Regions from separate parts of the Bos taurus genome. Here region 1 is linked to region 2. The links are chromatin contacts, called in public Hi-C maps. All regions are on one chromosome and are shown on one strand. Each heading gives the region's core, a stretch centred on a gene start, on an enhancer-like site or on the middle of the called end of the contact. The rest is flanking DNA. Distances are from core to core; before and after follow the strand shown.

Region 1 (4,886 bases), core at 1,114-3,613, 170 kb after region 2:
TTTATTATATATGAGGATATCATAATTTTCTTAACATTTTCTCTTTTTTGGACATTTAGGTCTCCAACTTTCAGTTGTTATGAACCATACTTTGAATAAAACTTTTTCTTTCAGACTATTTCTTCCGAAACAAAGAAGTCCCCAGAAGGACAATCATTAATTCAAAAGGCATAAAGATGTCTTAAGTTCGCAATACATGCCATCAATTGACTTTGATCACAGTAAAAGAGTACATATTTCACTATACCCTTATCAGTCCTGGATTGTCTTAAAAATAAGGGGAAACTTATTGACTAATTTGATAGATGAAGTATTTATTTATAACTGACATTTATTGGGTCACCGATGGGGTTTGATTATTAGCAATTTCATCCCCCTCATCTGTGAATTGTTCATTTCTCTTTTAAGATGTTAATGCTTTATTGATTTGTACAGGCTCTTTGTAAAAATGTAAATCTATTGTCTGTCATATTTATGGTGAATATTTTTCTCCATTTGATTTTTGACTTCAACATCCATCCAACACACACATCTGAGTCTCTCCAAGGCATTGATCTAATCATTAAGGATGAAACAGACACAGTCCCTACCCCTAAGGATCTCAGAGTTTAATAGTGGGAGGCAGTGGCATAAATGATGAGTGTAATAAGGCTTTTAAATGCTCTGTTAGAAGTTCAAATAGGCTAGAGTGACTGCTCTAAAAGCGGTGAGTGGTCACGTATGTACATGTAGTGCTGCTGCTGCTAAGTCGCTTCAGTTGTGTCCGACTCTGTGCGACCCCATAGATGACAGCCCACTAGGCTCCCCCATCCCTGGGATTCTCCAGGCAAGAATACTGGAGTGGGTTGCCATTTCCTTCTCCAATGCATGAAAGTGAAAAGTGAAAGTGAAGTCGCTCAGTCGTGTCCGACTCTTCTCGACCCCATGGACTGCAGCCCACCAGGCTTCTCCGTCCATGGGATTTTCCAGGCAAGAGTACTGGAGTGGGGTGCCATTGCCTTCTAGGGGCCAGGAAAGGTTTCATGAAGGAGGTGATTCCTAACTGAGTGTAAAATGCAGAGTTAATGACTAAAGTAACAAGGTAGGAAAAAAGCATTTCAGGCAGAGAGGACACCAACAGACAGGGCCAACAAAGGAAATTTCAATAGCTAGGTTAGGTTAGGGAATAAAGCAGCAGGCAGGTCCAGAGGAAGAAAATGATAGAGAGACATCAGAGTCTCACAGTTTTTAAATTATATATAACTTTTATATCTTTTAGATGTTCAACTTAGTCCAATTAAGCTTTACCTTATTCGTCTCTTACATAATATGTAGGCTAAGAAAGTCCTTCCTCACCCAGGGCTTCAATGCTTACCTTTATTTTCCTCTAGTTTCCATTTTTAAAAAGTATTTTATTTTTGGCTCTGTCGAGTCTTAGTTGCAGCATGCAGGATCTTCATTGTGGCATAGGGGTCTTTTCATGGCGGAGCACAAATTCTTTGTTACCACGTTCCGGCTTCTCTCTAGTTGAGGCACCGTGGGCTCAGTAGTTGTTGTTCAGGGGCTTAGTTGCCCGACCAAGGATCGAATCCTAGTCCCCTGGATTGCAAGGCAGGTTCTTAACAACAGTCTACCAGGGACGTCCCTCCATGTTTAATATTTTGTTTTCATTTTAGTCCTTACATTTAACATTAAGCATTTCAGATGTTTAATCCATCTGAAACTGACTTTGGTGTGTATAAGGTAAGCCTCATTTGAACTTTTGTGTGTGTGTTTTAATGTTTATCACACCTATATTGTCCATTAGGCTTTTCTCTGTAACCCTATTGTGTTAATGGGTAAAAAGGGAGTTCTAGCTAATAAATATATTCCCAGCTGGGGACAGTTCTTCAAGAAAGAAGAGACATTTCCCTGGGGTTTCTTCTTTCACTGAGCTGTGTTAATCACTACAGGTACAAAGTCACAGCCATTTAGGATCCTTGTTCGCAGGGTCCTTCTGCTACTTTGTATTTATAGATTACAAATTTCTTTACAGAGCCAACGGTTTCCATGCAGAGGACTTTATTCTCATGACCACTGAAGTGGGGACAGGGAGGAGGACTATGTCACCAGTGCTTGATTTGTTTACTCCCACAAGAGATTAGGTGGAGTCAGGTTTCTTACCCCTGATGCTGGCTGGAAATCAAGTGGGGCTGGCATCTCTGTATAGTACATGCCAGACCCTGGGCTGTTAGCGGAGGGCTGTGATTGGCTAGAAAGGCAAGCATAACCTGACATGATTGGCTCTGGACTCCCTCCTGTTGTTACTCCACAGCAGTCTGAAGACCGGTCCACCAATCACAGGGCTCCTTACTGGGTGCACGAGCAACTGCGGGAGATTGCCGGGAGACCCTAGCAACACCGTGGCGTTTGAAATCTGGACGGTGGGGCGCTGTGCAGTCAGCTGTGCAGTCAGTAGAGGAGCGTGCCAATGCCTCAGGAAGAGTCGGCTCCCAGGATGGACACCCCATCCTCTGAAGAACCCTTAGATAAGCAAAACAGAAAACTGGAAGACCAGGAAGAGGAGATGGGGTTTAAGGAGCTGGATGGTCTGAGGGAAGCCTTGGCGAACCTCCGGGGGCTGTCCGAGGAGGACAAGAGTGAGCGGGCGATGCTGTGTTCCCGCATCCAGGAGCAGTCCCAGCTCATCTGCATCCTGAAGCGGAGATCCGACGAGGCCCTGGAGCGCTGCCAGACCCTGGAACTGCTCAACACCGAGCTGGAGGAGAAGAGGCTGCTGGAGGCCGAGGAGCTGAAGGCCAAAAATCAGCAGGCCCAGAAGCTGGAGGAACGCTTTATGACCCTGGCCTCCAACCACGAGTTGATGATCCGCTTCAAGGATGAACACAAAAGGCAGAACGCCAAGCTGCGAGAGGAGAACGAGAAGCTGAGGCTGGAGAATGACCAGCTCTTCAGCCCAGCACTGAAGGCCCAGGAGGCCAAAGTGGTGCAGCTCACAGCCCAGAGCGAGGCCCTCGCCAAGGAGCTGGAGACCCTGCAACGGAAGTACGCCCATGATGTCTGCCAGGCTCAGGCCCGCGAGCAGGAGCTGCTGGAGCTGCAGAACCGGCAGGCCTGCGCCCACACTGAGGAGACCGAGCAGCTGCGCATGCAGCTGCAGAGCCTCCAGCAGCAGCAGCAGGAAGCCCTGCAGCAGACGGCGAAGGCGGAGCAGGCACACAGTCAGCAGAACCAGGAACTGCGGGCCCGTCTGCAGACAGTCACTCGGGAGAAAGAGGAGCTGCTGCTGCTGTCCATGGAGAGGGGCAGGGTGCTTCAGAACAAGCAAGCGGAGATCCGCCAGCTGGAGGAGAAGCTGAAGATGGCCGACGTGGCCAGGAGGCACGCACTCGAGCGCTTTGAGCAAGAGGCCGTGGCCGTGAACAGCAACTTGCGAGTCCGGGAGCTTCAGCGCAGGGTGGATGGCATCCAGGCCGCCTATGATGAACTCAGGCTGCAGTCCGAAGCTTTCAAAAAGCACAGCCTGGATCTTTTAAGCAAGGAGAGAGAACTCAATGCCAAACTCCGCCATCTCTTTCCATAAGGAGGTTTCTGCTTCCTCTGGCCTCCGATGAAGAAATCAGATATCTGTGCCTTACTATTATGGCGAGAGTCAAGATGGCATTCCATTTATTCTACTTTTAAGTACGAGAGACCAAAGAAAAGCTACTTTACTACACTGATGTTGTTTACTACAGTGCCATTGTAAGGGTAACACTGATTTTTCAGTCCTACCACCTAGAATACACGAGATTTACCAAATTTCGTTGTGTGCCTTTGAAATCTTCCTAAGTCTGCTATCAGTATCTCCACCTCTCCTATAACTTATTCATTCTCAACCTCAGATATCTTCAGCTGTCCTAAGTTTTAAAATTAGCAGCTCTTACTTTTCAGAGTGCAATGGGGGATGTATTATTGTGAATAAGTGCAATGGGATGTATTATTGTGAAAAATAGCACAGTTAGGCCTTGTATCGGAGAAGGCAATGGCAGCCCACTCCAGTACTCTTGCCTGGCAAATCCCATGGACAGAGGAACCTGGTAGGCTGCAGTCCATAGGGTCACTAAGAGTCGGACAGAACTGAGCGACTTCACTTTCACTTTTCACTTTCATGCGTTGGAGAAGGAAATGGCAACCCACTCCAGTGCTCTTGCCTGGAGAATGCCAGGGGGACCGGGGAGCCTGGTGGGCTGCCGTCTCTGGGGTTGCACAGAGTCGGACACGACTGAAGTGACTTAGCAGCAGCAGCAGCAGCAGCCCTTGTAAACAGATAGGATTGTAATCTCTGACAATTGAGACTGTAAGCTATAACAGTTAATAGCATATTAATAGCATGAATAACTTGCAGAAAAGTGTCTGATTTTGTTAACTGGCCAATTACTTACCTGCTTTATGGAATATCGTTTTATTTGCACTAGCCTGGAGAACAAAAATTAAGCTCATTGTTTTCCAAAGTAGGCAAAGTTTATTATAGCCATTCTATATGAGCAATATGATTCAAATAAATAAAATCCACCTTTAAATTTTCCCTGCAAGCTTAGATCCCATTCCATTTTCTGGTTCTCCCCCCTCCCCACCCCCCCTTAATAAAAATAAGATTTGAAAGTGAAAGTGAAGTCGCTCAGTCCTGTCTGACTCTTTGTGACCCCATGGACTGTAGCCCACCAGGCTCCTCCGTCCATAGGATTTTCCAGGCAAGAGTACTGGGTTGCCATTTCCTTCTCCAGGGAATCTTCCCAATCCAGGGATCGAACCCAGGTCTCTCACATTGTAGGCAGACGCTTTTGCCGTCTGAGCCACCAGGGATTTAGTTATAAAAAAGCAGGTATCAGTAGTTTCATTTAATATTTCACAATATGTTAACAAAA
Region 2 (4,976 bases), core at 884-3,383:
AGCCATGAATATCCAGAAGCTTCCTAATGACTCCTTTCATAGTTCTATGGAGGCTGGGAGTGGCAGTTCTGCCCTCATGCCTTTCTAGATGTTTGAAGTAGATCCTGATGTTTGCTAGCTAATGTTTCATATATAGATTGAAATGGTGGATATTTACTTAATAGCATCAGTAATGATAAAAGTTCTGAATAAGATTCCATCAGGGGTTGAGACCATGATTTATTTAAAAAAAGATCTCTCTATGAGTATTGGAAGTCTTGAAGTCTAGACATGGCTTTGCCATTAACAAGCTATAAAATTATGTCAGTCTAACAACAGCTGTAATAATGCAGTACTTCCAAAAGCCTTTGTTAACGAACAATCTGACATCTAACCATTAAGGCACTCATCTTCAACAAGGCATAACTCCTCAAATACTGAAAGGTAACTACTTCAGCAACTCATTTTGGGAATTCAAAAACAGATATTACCATATAGGTCACCATCTCCCATTAGGCACAAACTGGGTGTTCAGACCTGATTCAAATGCCCGACTGGCAAATAATATGCACACTTTCTTTCCTGATGGTCCTATTTATTTGCTCATAATATTGTATATACCCTGATTGGAAAGTAAAATGACTTTTAAATTCAAATTCTCAGTTAGGCTAGGATACTATTTTTAATACAATCTAAAATGTTGTGGAAATGTTCTCCAGCATATATTAAAAAAAAAAAAAAACCTGAATGCATTTAAAGGCTCTTAGTAGTGATGATATCACCTAAATTTAGTCTCACAAAATTTCAGACCCACCTCATTTGTACAGATCATGTACATATAGCCTCAAACAACTTTAAAATGTAAGATACAGCCAATTTGGAAAAGAAACATAACCATGAAGAGAATATGGTGAGAATAATGGACATATATACATGCAGGACTTTCCACACTCTGATGGCGAAGGAGAATGAAAAGACCTCTCTCCTTTAACAGTGAATAAAGCGTGCCAACTGGGGCTCGGTCTTGGGGGTGGTGGAAAGAAAACAATGAGCAATTATTATACATGTTGATAAATACCTAATCTTATTCTTTTCCTTCTCTGCCTTCACAGGAAGCTTTCTCTCTTTTTTTGTCATCAGATGTGACATGTTCTCTCACCTCCCAACTGCTTTCTCAACTCTCTCCACCCAGCAGAGAATTATGGGGTAAGAAGGGGAATGAGGAGACAAACAAGCTGCGATACAAATCTAATAGATTAATAAAAGAAAGAAGCCAAGCGTCCTATTTAGAACTAAGGATGCTGCCAGCAGCCAGGGCAAGAAGCTGAGGGTGAAGAGCCATCAATGCCACACCCAGAGCTTATAAAGCTCCTGCAGCGGGAGGGCTCCATGCTGGTACTAAGGACGCAAAGATTTGCGGGGTCTGTTATCTAAAGCCTTTCACCAGACTGCGGATTCAGCGAGAAGAGCATTAAGGAGATTGGAGTCTAGACCTAGCTCCTCCATGAAGGAGTTTTATAAACTCGGACAGGTCTCTAGACCTCTCTGACCCTCGCTTTCTCTTCCATCTTTCCTACCTGTCAGGATTATTAATGAGGCTCAAATGCTTTGGGAAAACTGCCAAGCGATAAAGCCCCATACGAACAGAAGGCATGATTAGTCTACTGAGCATCCGTTGTGTGCCAGAGGCTGAGGGCATCACGAAGGTTACAAACCTGAGATAAAGTCAGATCCTGCTCTCCGGAACTGAGATCTCAGAAAGGCAAATGAGCAACGTATCCAGGGGTTCTACTGTGAGGCGGAAAGAGAGATGCGTTAGTATTCTGATCGGATCCAAAAAGTTCTTCCTCCCTTTGTGTCTCCTGAGTGAAAGGTTAGAAGGTTAGCGGCTCCTAACCGCCCAGCACTTCACTCGATGTTGGACCCCCAGAAAGTCGGAACCCCAGGCCCGTTTTGTGGCGGAGCCAGCTGCAGGGCCAGTGGGTACCGGGCGGAGATGCTCATAAAAAGTCTTAAGAGTCAGACTGGAAGGAGCCGGGGCCGAGCAAGGAGGCTAGGCGGTGTCCTGACCTCCCCTGGACGGTTTCCGGGTGCGGATACACAGCAGTGGACCCGAAGGCAGCGCGCACGGCCGGCGGGCGGACCAGGCCAGTTCACTCCAGTGCAGCCGCAGCGCCCCCCGTTTCCAAGGCGACCGGCGCGCGCGGGCCTCCCCAGTCCACCACCGCAAGCCGCGAGCGGCGGGCCGGGCCCGCCCCCTGGTGGCCGCAGCGGGGAACAGTCAGGTCGCGGGTCCGCGCTCCCGTTGCCTCCCTACCCGGTTCTCACCGTCTCAACTCGCGCAGCTGCACCCAGACTCCCTCAGTTCAGTTCAGTCGCTCAATCGTGTCCAACTCTTTGCAACCCCATGGGATGCAGCACGCCAGGCTTCCCTGTCCATCACCAACTCCTGGAGTTTACTCAAGCTCATGTCCATTGAGTCGGTGATGCCATCCAGCCGTCGCATCCTCTGTCGTCCCCTTCTTCCGCCTTCAATCTTTCCCAGCATCAGGGTATTTTCCAATGAGTCAGCTCTTCGCATCAGGTGGCCAAAGTACTGGAGTTTCAGCTTCAACATCAGTCCTTCCAATGAACACCCAGAACTGATCTCTCCTTTAGGATGGACTGGTTGGATCTCCTTGCAGTTCAGGGGACTCTCCACAGTCTTCTCCCAACACCACAGTTTAAAAGCATCAGTTCTTTGGCGCTCATCTTTCTTCACAGTCCAACTCTCACATCCATACATGACCACTGGAAAAACCATAGCCTTGACTAGACGGACCTTTGTTGGCAAAGTAATGTCTCTGCTTTTTAATATGCTGTCTAGCATATTAGGTTGGTCATAACTAACCTAGGTTGATCTAGGTCTGGATTGGTCATAACTTATCTTCCAAGACTCACTCGCCCACTTTTAACTCCCTCGCGAGGCGAACTGGGAGGCCGCGAGTGGTGTAGAGGCTTGAGATCTAGGCTCTGTGTTGTGACTGTAAGCTACTCGCTGTTTCTTCCGTTGTGAAGTTAGACATCAGGATTTGACCGTGGTTTTCCGACAGCTTGTAGGATGGGAAAGGGATGTGCGTTCTGCTCGCCTCTCCGCACCCCGCCCCTTCCACCACGGAGGCCTCTCTCCTGCCTGCTTTCATTTTGTGTAAGCATTTTCTCGGGTTTAACTCCAAGGAGAACTGCAGACCCCTGGACTAAATGCTTTTAAGGTAACTGGAAATGGCAACCCACTCCAGTATTCTTGCCTGGAGAATCCCAGGGACGGAGGGGCCTGGTGGGCTTCCGTCTATGGGGTCGCACAGAGTCGGACACGACTGAAGCGACTTAGCAGCAGCACAGCTCTAAAAGCCCCTGATACTGCTTATGTTCCTTCTCGTTTTATCTTTTTTTGGCTCCAAAACCTCAAGAAAACCAGTATAGATTTCGTCTTTCCCTCTCTTTCCACTTTTGGCAGCTCTGGTTTTGGAGAAGACTCTTGAGAGTCCCTTGGACTGCAAGGAGATCCAACCAGTCCATCCTAAAGGAGATCAGTCCTGAATATTCATTGGAAGGACTAATACTGAAGCTGAAACTCCAATACTTTGGCCACTTGATGTGAAGAACTGACTCACTGGAAAAGAACCTGATTCTGACAACTGAGCGACTGAACTGAACTCCTAATTTCAAGGGGGAAAAATATACACCTACAACCTGTGAATTTCCCCTTTTCCTCACCTGGATTCATTCTCATTTCCTGCCTCAAGACAATTTCTTATATACTGAGAGCACTTAGTTACATTTGAGTCAAGTAGGCATCCTTTTTGTCTTGGAAGTCTAACATTTGGCATCCTTGAATTTGATTTTTTAAAAATACATTTTCATGTATTTCGTGATTAATGCTGTTACGTGAATACATATTAAGAGCTTATGGAGGAGAACTGAAGCAGCGAATAAAAATATTAATTACCTTTGGTTAAGGTAATTTTTCTAAGTAAAAAGTCACCTGAGACCTAGCTAGTTTGAGGTCATTTATGTCTTCTACCTTGTTCAAACTGCCCTTTATTCTACTAGGGTTTTATATTTGTTCAGTGTTAATTTGCTGTGTTCTACACATCTGATAAAGTGTTTTTAGTTCCTTGGTCTTCTCTAGAACAGCAGCAAGAGGTTGGGGAGTAAAATAATTGAATAGAGTACAGGTATAAGAGGAAAAAAGTTACCACCATCCCAATTTTTAAAGCATGGGGATTTTTTGTTGTTGGTAAACAGAAAAACAATTTTGTGATTCTTCAGGACTTTGAATTCCTTCCCAAATCACGTTCTATAAATCCCAGGCCAGCTTCTTTTGCTAGAGGCTGGGCCCATGGTCAAAATGTACTTTTACCCTATTGTTTATCTCCTGTACAGTTTTTCTTACGGTGTTTGCCAGTTGGTGGTCAAACAGTGAAGCCGGATAAAAACCATTTGCTGAGTTTCTTCATTTGGCATTGGTTTTCTGTGAGCCTTGCCATGTTGAATGATGCAGAAATAGAGGTAGGAGAGTGTCTGTGGTAGAAAAAGCCAAATGTTGTCTGATTTTGGCAGAAACACAAAAAATTTGTTTGGTATTTCTGTGGCTAAACATTTTTATACTTTTAAACTTATTTTCATTACCTCTGCAAATAAACCATAAGGCAGTCAACCAAATGTATTAAGTCTCACAATAATTTTTAGAAATATGAGCTAGTGATTAACCCACTGATTTTGTAAAACAGTTCAGACTTCTGGTAAATCAGAGCTTTAACTGACAACAAAATTACTTTTAAGCACTGGAAAAGCCCTGCTGTAACTTCTTATCCAAAAACTTGGTTCCCGAAAAATTGGAAGCAGTCAAATTGGTGTTTTGCAAAAAAGTCATGAAGTAAAATGCTCTCTTGAGAGGGAAAGTTTACATCACCTTTAAGCAGGCATGGTGACAAGCTCATTGAAGGGATAATGTT

Evidence for each region. Hi-C and Micro-C count contacts between places; a contact is called where the count stands out from the background.
Region 1: a contact with region 2 is called in a Hi-C map of skeletal muscle, with 5 times the contacts expected there. The contact joins the promoter of CCDC89 here to the promoter of CCDC83 in region 2. A contact is called at or near these places in 3 of 11 Hi-C or Micro-C datasets (blastocyst, liver and skeletal muscle).

What each region holds. Positions count from the first base shown.
Region 1 is chr29:9,866,885-9,871,770 of ARS-UCD2.0, forward strand. CCDC89 (coiled-coil domain containing 89) reads left to right here and starts at 2,364. Exons shown (of 1, transcript NM_001046432.1): 1 at 2,364-3,780. The coding sequence starts at 2,477. The coding sequence ends at 3,562.
Region 2 is chr29:9,695,555-9,700,530 of ARS-UCD2.0, forward strand. CCDC83 (coiled-coil domain containing 83) reads right to left here and starts at 2,134. Exons shown (of 14, transcript NM_001038218.2): 1 at 2,050-2,134; 2 at 1,695-1,770.